Linked DNA regions of Sus scrofa: region 1 is linked to region 2. A link is a contact called in public Hi-C data. All regions are on one chromosome and are shown on one strand. Each heading gives the region's core, a stretch centred on a gene start, on an enhancer-like site or on the middle of the called end of the contact. The rest is flanking DNA. Distances are from core to core; before and after follow the strand shown. Region 1 has its middle 64 kb from the start of C5H12orf75. Region 2 has its middle 18 kb from the start of CKAP4.

Region 1 (5,182 bases), core at 1,006-3,505, 650 kb after region 2:
ATCTCCATAGTGGTTGTACCAGCTTACATTCCCACCAACAGTGCAGGAGCCCTTTCTCCACACCCCCTCCAGCATGTTATTTGTGGACTTATTAATGATGGCCATTCTCACTGGTGTGAGGTGGTATCTCGTGGTAGTTTTGATTTGCATTTCTCTAATAATCAGGGATGTGGAGCATTTTTTCATGTGCTTGTTGGCCATCTGTACATCTTCCTTGGAAAAATGTCTATTCAGGTCTTTTGCCCATTTTTCCATTGGGTTGTTGGCTTTTTTGCTGTTGAGTTGTATAAATTGTTTATATATTCTAGAGATTAAGCCCTTGTCAGTTGCCTCATTTGAAACTATTTTCTCCCATTCTGTAAATTGTCTTTTTTTCTCTTTTATTTCCTTTGCTGTGCAAAAGCTTGTCAATTTGATTGGGTCCCATTGGTTTATTTTTGCTCTTTTTTTTTTTTTTTTTTTTGGTCATTTTAGGGCCACACCCGCAGCATATGGAGGTTGCCAGGCTAGGGGTCTAATTGGAGCTGTAGCCACCAGCCTACGCCACAGCCTCAGCAACTCGGGATCCAAGCCCCATCTGCAGCCTACACCACAGCTCACGGCAACGCCAGATCCTTAACCCAACGACAGATCCTTGAGCCAGGGATTGAACCCGCAACCTCATGGTTCCTAGTTGGATTTGTTAACCACTGAGCCACGACAGGTACTCCTATTTTTGCTCTTATTTCTGTTGCTTTGGAAGACTGACCTGAGAAAATATTCACAAGGTTGATGTCAGAGAATGTTTTGCCTATGTTCTCTTCTAGGAGTTTGATGGTGTCTTGTCTTATATTTAAATCTTTCAGCCATTTTGAGTTTATTTTCATGCATGTTGTGAGGGTGTGTTCTAGTTTCATTGATTTACATGCAGCTGTCCAGGTTTCCCAGCAATGCTTGCTGAATCGGGGGCTAAAATTTTAGCAAAGGCTGCATTCCTCTACCTGAGACACAGCTCCTATCCAAACACTTTAATTTAAAAAAAAAAAAAAAAAAAAGCACTTGGAGGAGGGAGTTCCCATTGTGGCTCAGTGGTAATGAACTCGAAGAACATCCATAAGGACTCGAGTTCTATCCCTGGCTTCATTCAGTGGGTTAAGGATCCGGTGTTGCCGTGAGCTGTGGTGTAGGTCGAAGACATGGCTCGGATCTGGCCTTGCTGTGGCTGTTGTGTAGGCAGGTAGCTGTAGCTCTGATTAGACCCCTAGCCTGGGAACCTCCATATGCCTCAGCTGCAACCCTAAACAAAACAAAACAAAACAAACAAACAAGACACTTGAAGGGGGTTCTCTCATGGCACGGTGGGTTAAGGATCTGTTGTCACTGCAGCGTCCAGGGTCGCCGTTGCAGCACAGTTCGATCCCTAGCCAGAGAACTTCCATAAACCACAGGCATTGCCAAAAAAAGCCCACTTGGATTTTCCCATGATTTATTAGAAATCTAGGATCCTGAGAAGGGGGGAGGACATGAGGGAAGTTTGCTAAGACCCCAGCAAGCTTTCCAAGTGCCAGTCTGCCTTGACCCTGTACCCTGGCCACAGCTTTCATGCCCTTGACTTGCCCTTCAGCAAGGGGAACGGCTTCTGGCTCTTGCTGACCCCAGGGCATTGCTCATCCCCCTCCCACACCTCCCTAAATCGATACTATCCCCTTTGCTGCACTCATCAATAAGCCCCTTTGAGGGGACACTCTCTTCCTCACTGGGACTCGGACCTCAAGAGCTTAGCACCAACAAGAGGGGAGAAAATAAAATCCTTATGGAGCAAACACCATGTTCCAGGGCCTGGGCAGAACTCTTTGTATTCATGACCCTCACGAGAAGGCTATGAGGTGGGTGTAATTATGATTCCCCTTTCACAGGGGAACACGCAGAGGCTCCGTCCTGGCGCATGGACCAAAATCCAGGTCAGTGAGAACTGACAGTCCACGCTCTCTCCTGCTCTCCACAAAACCCACACTGTTCTCGTAGCCCAACTTGCCCAGATCATGGTCAATAATTCTTGGGACCACAGCCCTCCAGCCTTGCCCTGAGCACGTCAGGAAGCCCGAGACACCCTGCCCGTGGCGAGGGCGTAGCATCCTTGTGGGCAATGAGCATTCCATGAATGGAAACAGCCTTTCCCTTCTGCGAGGAGAGGCAGGATTTCATGCGCCTGTGTGATGGCTGGCAGGGAGCCAAGAATAAGAGCAGGAAATGGGAGCCCGCGTGAGATAACTGCCTCGAACGTCGAGGGGAGGGGGCAGCATAAACAGAGGACTTTCAATTTTGCAAAGCATTGGAGAGCTTGTTGGATTAAGGACCGGCCCTTGGGGAGAACCGGGGTGGTGGGGGGAATATTAGGAAAAGCATTGGGGGGTGGGCGGGGGGAGACAGCCTTGGCAAGCAGCTGAGACTAAGTGCTGGTGGAGCAATTAAAGGGTGGGGCGAAAGACTGGGAAACCACAGAATAATGCAAAACCCAAAGGCAGGCATCTGAAATGTGCAAAAGAGAAAAAAAAAATTATAAGGCCAAACCTAGTCGACCAGAGTTTGTGCTTGGTAGCTGCAAATATTCAAAACAAGATTTTGGAATGAGAAACATATGGAATAAGAAGCAACTGCCATTCGGAGGAGCAGCTTGAGAATTGTGACTTTCCCCAAGGGGGTTGGAGGGGGGACGAGTCGGAAGGAAAACCTTAAGAGTTCTAACCCCAAATGGCACCGAGGGGTTTCCCCCATACGTGACAATCATGCATAAAATCCGAAACCCCAGATTTCACAAATTCCATTAGAATATACAAATTTTATTCTGCCTATTCTAGAACGTACCCCTTGAAAAATAATGTCCAGCTCTTTAGCACGTACACTCCAGACACTGTGCATATATTATCCCTCATTCTCCCAACAACCCTACAAGTAGTGTCATTGACCCATTATACAGTTTTGGAAACGGAGGCACTGAGTGTTGGAATCATTTGTTTTATGGTGTTTGAATAATTTGCCCCCATCTTGCACACAGCTGGTGAGAGGCTGAGTAAGGACAGAAAGCCCAGATCAGTTTTTATCCTGTGCATTCCACTACCCCACGGAGAATCCCAAAATCTAGGCTTTCTAGAAGACCCAACCTTTGTTTTCAGAAAGAATCGAGGACCAGAGAGGGGATAGACACGCCTACGGAAGTTGTGGCCCTAGAATTTGAGTGGAAATTTATGGGGTCGGGGAAGAGAAATTCTGAAGATTACTGAATCCAACTCCTCTATTTTCATGCCAACTTGATCCCTCCAAGATCTCAAAGCCAGGGCAGCAGGAGAGCACACTTCTCAAACACAGTAGCACATCCTCCTGCCATTCATGTATTCATTTATTCATTCAACAAACATCCACAAGTGCCAAGAAATACGTACTATGAAAACATTTTTCCCGTAAGCAACTGGAAAGTGCTTGATTAGAGTTTTCTTTTGATTTGATCTTTCTTTTTCATTTTAGCACATTTCCACTTAATTCACAGTGTCAGGTTCTGAAAGCCTCCTCTAAAAACTTAGTTCAACCAAGAATCAGCAGACTGCTATCTTCAGAACATTTATGATCAAATAATAGCCCTTGGTTTTTTCCAGTCATAATTGTGTTTTCTGTTCATTCAGACTGGTAGCTCCAAAAGCATGTTATTTTTCTTTAGCAAGCATGAACGGTAAAGGCCTTTTTATTCCCTTTTCTGAGCTGGGGAAGGTAACTAAAAGAGTGCTTTGTAAAGGCCCTGAAATACACATGGGTTTGGCTAGAGTTTTATTCGAAATCTAGAAACCTGGGAGAGAGAGAGAGAAAACCATGTACATTTTCCAAATCCCAAAACATTTTCCCCATTTGCACAGACCAAGTGTCAGGTTCATGCTGGCCTTCTCCACAGCAAATGTTTGCTGTGTAACAAATGACCCCTAAAACTTAGTGACTGAAAATCAGGAGTTCTTATTATTTACCCTGATCCCGTGGGTCGGCGAGGTGGTTCATCTGGGCCTCTGGCCAGGTCTGGATGGGCTCGGATGCTGCAGTCACGGGTCTGGGACTTACCTGGGCTGAGTGGAGCATCTGTCCTCTCGGGAGGTCAGCCTGGGCCTCTCCACATGCCAGAGGAAGGGCTCTCAGCAGCAAGAGAAGAAGCCAGCCCAGTGGACAAGCCCTATTCGAGACTTGCATCACGGGAGTTCCCATCGTGGCACAGTGGTTAACAAATCCGACTAGCATCCATGAGGTTGCGGGTTCGATCCCTGGCCTCCCTCAGTGGGTTAAGGATCCAACGTTACTATGAGCTGTGGTGTAGGTCGCAGACGAGGCTCGGATCCTGAGTTGCTATGGCTCTGGCATAGGCCAGCAGCTACAGTTCCAATTAGACCCCTAGCCTGGGAAATTCCAGAAGCCATGGGTGTGGCCCTAGAAAAAGACAAAAAAAAAAAAAAAAAACGGCTTGTATCAGGTGTGCTGCTTGTCTCATTGGCCAGCCTGTCATGAGGCCAAGCCAAAGCCAAGGGGCAGGAGAAACAGACACCACTTCTTAATGACTGGATCGATTAAAACATTCAGGCTAGAGTTCCCATCATGGCTCAGCAGTTAACGAATCCAACTAGGATCCATGAGGACATGGGTTCAATCCCTGGCCTCGCTCAGGGGATTAAGGGCAGCTGTAGCTCCAATTTGACTCCTAGCCTGGGAAGCTCCTAATGCTGCAGGTGCAGCCCTAAAAAGACATAAATAAATAAATAAATAAAATATTGTGGCCATTTCTTTTTTTCGTCTTCGCTCGGCTGCTGGGAGTTTTGCTGGCTGAGCTCCCTCCTCATCAGCCCTTTGAGAAACTGCTCCTTTCTCCTGAAGAGCGGCCTCGCTCAAGGATGGTCCCCCTTCTCAGGGGACCCTGCAGGGGTAACTTGTCTCCACAGGATTAAAAGGCTTAGCCCCTTTTGCCCAAACTTGAGACAAGTCTGAAGGGTCACCCCAGCTTCAGAGGTTCCCCAACAGTCAGCTGGTGGGTGGGTGGGTGGTGGCACAAGGAGCTTGTGCTTCAGAACCTTAGATTTAATTAGGGTAGGACCTCGGCCAGAGGTTAGGGCCCCAGGAGGTGGGGAGGAAGTGGTGGGCAAACGATCTAGGTTACTGAAGGGCTCTAACAGCATCA
Region 2 (5,084 bases), core at 2,416-4,915:
TCTCCTTCACCTATTTCATCTATTTCCCCCACCCCCTGTCCCTCTGGCAACCACTGGTTTGTTCTCTGTATCTGTGAATCTGTTTTTGTTTTGTTTATTCGTTTGTTTTTTAGATTGCATGTATAAGTGAGATCATGTGATATTTGTCTTTCTCCATCTGACTTAGTGCTTAGTATAATGCCCTCCATCCAGGTCCATCCACATTTGTCTTGCCACAAATGGCATGATTTCATTCTTTTTTATGGCTAAGTAATAGTTCATTGTGTATATGTACCACATCTTCTTTACCTATTCATCTGCTGATAGACACAGGTTGCTTGCATTTCTTGGCCTTTGTAAATAATGCTACAGTGATCATGGGGGTGCATGTATCTTTTCAAATTAGTGTTTTTGTTTTCTTCAGATAAATACCCAGAAGTGGAATTGCTGGATCATATGGTAGTTCTATTTTCAGTCTTTGAGGAACCTCCATACTGTTTTCCAGAATGGCTGCACCACTTTATATTTCTACCCACAGTGGATAAGTGTTCTGTTTTCACTGCATCCTCACCAACACTTTTTTTTTTTTTGCTTTTTTAGGGCCACACCTGTGAAGGTCCCAGGCTAGGGCTCGAACCGGAGCTACAGCTGTTGGCCTACACCACAGCCACAAGTCACTTGTTTTTAGATGCTAGCCATTCTGAAAGTGTGTGGTGGTAAACCCATACCTTCATTGTTTAGAACAGCATAAATCAAAAACAAATGATGATCCAAAGCCAATCTCCTAAACTTCAAAAAAAACAAAAACAAAAAAAGATGATCTCCATATACGTCAGCGCTCTATTTAAACATAATCAGTTACTTTTCACCATAGCCATAGCTAAATAACTACGTGGCAGGCCTTAGAGAGCTAAGGTTGAAAGGGGGTTCCAGTCTAACTCCCCTATTTTACAGATCAGGGAACTGAGTCTCAGAGAAAAGAAGTTGCTCCCCCAAGCTCACAAACTAGTGTTAAGAGAAGCCTGGTTCCTTCTCTTCTCCCCCACTGTTTATTTTGGCTCCACCCCAGGCCTAAGCAAATTTCTGAAATGCCCAGAAGCAAGCAAAGGATCAAGGCAGCTGAGTTCCTGTATTCTGGGTGGGAAGGGGAGCAGCCCGTGGCCCTGCTGAGCACACTGGTCATGAACCGCTGGGAGCAATACCTGTTGGGCAATGGGCTGTGGGGAAACCTCACCTATCTGTGTTTAAATACCTGATAATGTTCTGTTGAAATGCCTCTTACCAATTGGGTGTGGCTGCCCAGTGCTAAAATGTTTTCTGCCCAGTGCTAAGGTGTTTTCTTCCCAGTGCTAAGGTGCTTTCTCTCCCACAGTCAGTCAGAAATGGGGGAACATAAGTCTGTTTTTCTCCTGTGCCGGTATTGTCCTGGTTTGTTCTCCTTTAGGGAGTCCCCAGCTGAAGTTTTAAGGACAGGCGGCAGGGCAGAAAAGGACCTGAGATCAGGAAACTGGTCTTAGCTCTGGTCTTTGGATGTTGCTTTGTATAATTCATCTCCTTTTTCTAGGCCCCTGTCTGCCCTCCTCTCTGATACATGAGAAGGTGATAAAATGATCTCCAAGTTCTCTTCTAGCTCCAACTTTCCATGACTTTATCATTTTATATGATTCTTTGGGAGCATCCTGTAGGCAGCAGGAGGTCTGGAGGAAAAACTAGAGGGTGGGCAAATCCTGGGTGGGGTGGGGGTGGAGCTGACTTCTGTCTTAACCCAGGCTGTATTCCCAGTTCTCATCGGTGTCTGGCATACAGTGAGTACGCAAATATTTTCTTTCTTCTTGGGGTGGGGTTAGTGATTTGTTAGATTCTTTACTGGGAATAGCTGCCAAGGTGGGCTGACATCTTGTATAACCTCCTCCAAAGTCTGTTTACTCTCAGAAGATGCCTGAATGCACCAGGAACAAACCTAAAGTATTTCGAACTGTTGAACTTTCAGCTGGGGTATAACCCCAAATTTGTGGGGCTGGCGGCTACAGAAACCAGAGATGCCACTTGAAGTGAGAATTTAGCACCATCTAGTGACTTAGTTGGGAATCACAGGAGTGATTTCATTTTTTAGGTGTTTCAGAAAGCAGCAGTAAAGCCATTAAATATACCATTAAAATAAACAAAGAAAATCCACTGTTTAAAAGACTTGTGAGTGTATTTTTATGTAACATGAACGTTTTTGTAATATGTATACTCTCCCCCTAATTAGCTCCCTCCGAAAACTTAGATAATAATAAAGGGTTTTGTTAATAGGCATCTTTTGTTAATAGAAGCTTAGAGAGTCCTAAAGGCCTTGTCCTTCCCACGTCCAGCTAGTTCAGAAGGGCAAGCACTGACCCCTGAAGCAGCTCAGTCCAGTGCTGAATGCTTAGGCATTAACATAAGTAGCAGTCGCCCATAATTGTGTATCTGTGTTTTATGTCACACAGTAGGTAAAACACATTTCTTATCTCACTTAATCCTGGTGATTATCCTGGGGAGGAAGAACAGTGATCGCTGCTTTGCTGATCATTCACTGCAGCTAAGAAGGTTTTATTAATTTGTAGGTAGTTGTTGGGGCCAGGATTCAGACTCACATCCGTCTGTCTCTAACATCTCTTCTTGGTCCGCTAAATCACATTCTCTTTGCCATAGTGATAGAGCTGGCATCCCATAATGTCCAAGGCTACAGCTGTACATACTTGTGCTGTGTATATAATACTGATGGTAAAGAAACTGGGTTTTAGAGGCAGATTATCTGAGCTCAGATCCTGGCCAGACCACTGGCTAACGGTCTGACAGAGGGACAACTGCCGAAGGCCTCAGTTTCCCATTATTAACAGAGATGGTGCTGTTAACACCTACTTCACAGAGTTGTGTGACCTTTAACACAGTCACTACACCTGCAGTATGGAGAACGGTGCCCACCACACCAGAAAGTGTTCAGTACATATTACTGGAAAATTGACAGTAAGGCAGGAAATTGAAAATATGAGTCTTGTGAAATGAGCCCACCTGCGGATGGCCAGAAAAAGATGTGTTTAGAATTTTGAGTCTGAGGCTCTTCAGGTTGTGTGTGTCCTCTAGATACTCACAGTTCCCATCCCCCACTCACTCCTGCATCTCCATCCACTTAGGATTCTTGTCTGGCTTTCAAAGGCATTTGGGATTTTGATCCTTCTAGGGTAGGAGATGAAATAATAGAAATGGTCACCCTGAGAAATAGAAACTTGGGGCTCTTTGGAGATCCCTTTTAAAGCTTGTGACTTCACAGCTTTTTATATCAGAGAAGATCTTTGGGTTCTCTCTGCGTGCAATATGGTTTTTCCTGCCAAGAACAGGGGCTCTGCTAGCCAAGAACCAGGGCCAGCTCCACCTTACCTCCTTCCACAGATGTCTCCCTTCCTCTCGTCCTTCCCAGGGAGGAATCAGGCCCCTTGAGGTCAAAATGGGTGCAAGAGAGAGTGAGTGAGACTTTCAGAGAGAGAGACACAGCCTAGAGCCCCAAATCCCCGAGGAAGTGTCAGAGCCTTAAAAACTGGATGCAGACCCAAGAGCCAATTTCCTTTCAATGCCACTAGAGGGCAGTGTAGTGCAAAGGACGGAGAGGAGATTAGTTCCGGAGCCGCAGGTTCTAGTCCACTCTGCTAGCGGTGATCTGCAAAATAAGCTTGGCGCATTTTCCTGATAGCCCCCTCCAGTTCTAAGGTTCTGAGATCCTGTCAGGAGAGGATCGGGATGAACTAGCCAAGAACTCCAAGTAGGTCTATGTAAGAAACCAGATGTGGGGGAGCGGTGGGGGATGGCGAGAATGGGGTGGTGGTGTAGGCAGCTGAGAGGTTTCTTTTGTGATGGCCCAAACCTTTCTAAGGTTTGAATCCTGCAGGGGGTAAAAAGCCTTAAAGTGTCTCTTTTAGGGTCATGTGCTCGCATTTGGGCAGCATGTCAAACCACCCCAAATAGTTTGGCATTATAGCCTGCTCCTACCCTTGCTGGGGGCAGTTGCTTAATCCAGGGGAAGTATTCAAAATTACCACACATACCACGCACTGGTGGCTTACCCATCCTTGCATTGTGTCATAGCAGAGCCTATTTTTTTCTTGGTGGAAATCCTTCCAGAAATGGCTTGATGGAGAGCCTGTGGTGGCCACGGGGTACCCCTTGGCAGAGATTAAAAAGTGAAGTCAGCAGGCAAAACCCTTTCTGGCTCAGGAGCTCCACTGAACAGGGTGCCTTGCTATGCTTTAGAAACCCCATCAAAGTTCTGGGGGCCCCTGCTGATTTGGGGCAGAGTCTTTTTCCATTGAAGTCACTTGTTAGGGTGTCCTGAAGTCAGAGACAGTGAGGTTGTATCTTAAGAGAGCACTAAGGGTCAGGCTTGTCATTAGAAGATGGATGGGCATTTTCAGTGGTTTGGTGTCTATGCATCTCCATAGGCCTCTAATTCTGCCAGACTCACCCAAAAGCCAGCTGCAAAGGTATAAACTTTGGACCTGTGAGCCTTGTTCAGGAGCCTCCTAGTGAGCTTCCAATTTCCCAGCCTGTTCCTGCATCCGTTGGCTGTGGACCTCTTGCCTCACTTCCTGTTACTACCCTTGGACTTCTTAGAGCTAGTGGGGGCAGGATGGCCTAGTGGCTAGGAACACTGGCTCTGGAGCTTGACCATCTGGGTGTGTGACTCCAGGCAAGTTACCTAAACTTCTTATTGCCTCATTTCCTCACCTGTAAGATGGAGGTGATTATAATAGTACCTGCCTTACACAGTGTTTGTGAGGATGAAAGTGCTTAGCCCAGGGTGGGTAGACACCTGATAAAGATTTGCTGAATATATACACTCAGGTCTACATTGCAGAGACTAGTACATGTAGAGAGGAAAAAATCCCAGAAGAAAACACTTAAAAAAAAATCATTACCTCTACTTCCACGTCTGGCTGAGGTGGATACAGGGACTAAATATACCCACCTGTCTGAAATTACTAAGTGCTAATATACAACAAGTGCTGATTAAATGTTTGGTGATATTGTTGTTTTCATGCCTTAACTCGCTTATTCCTCACAAGTGTGTGACGGGCTTGGTCATGGGC

What was found. Hi-C and Micro-C count contacts between places; a contact is called where the count stands out from the background.
Region 1: a Hi-C map of embryonic fibroblasts shows a contact between it and region 2, with 3 times the contacts expected there. The contact joins two enhancer-like sites. A contact is called at or near these places in 3 of 47 Hi-C or Micro-C datasets (embryonic fibroblasts, fetal heart ventricle and fetal skeletal muscle).

The regions. Positions count from the first base shown.
Region 1 is chr5:14,689,341-14,694,522 of Sscrofa11.1, forward strand. No RefSeq gene overlaps it. Among named protein-coding and RNA genes, the nearest start is that of C5H12orf75, 64 kb to the right of the region's middle. Within about 2 kb of position 2,256, at least 10 of the 83 cell types and tissues checked have an H3K27ac peak or open chromatin away from gene starts, as enhancers often do. A contact at or near this core is called in embryonic fibroblasts, where this site is marked.
Region 2 is chr5:14,037,071-14,042,154 of Sscrofa11.1, forward strand. No RefSeq gene overlaps it. Among named protein-coding and RNA genes, the nearest start is that of CKAP4, 18 kb to the left of the region's middle. Within about 2 kb of position 3,666, at least 4 of the 83 cell types and tissues checked have an H3K27ac peak or open chromatin away from gene starts, as enhancers often do. A contact at or near this core is called in embryonic fibroblasts, where this site is marked.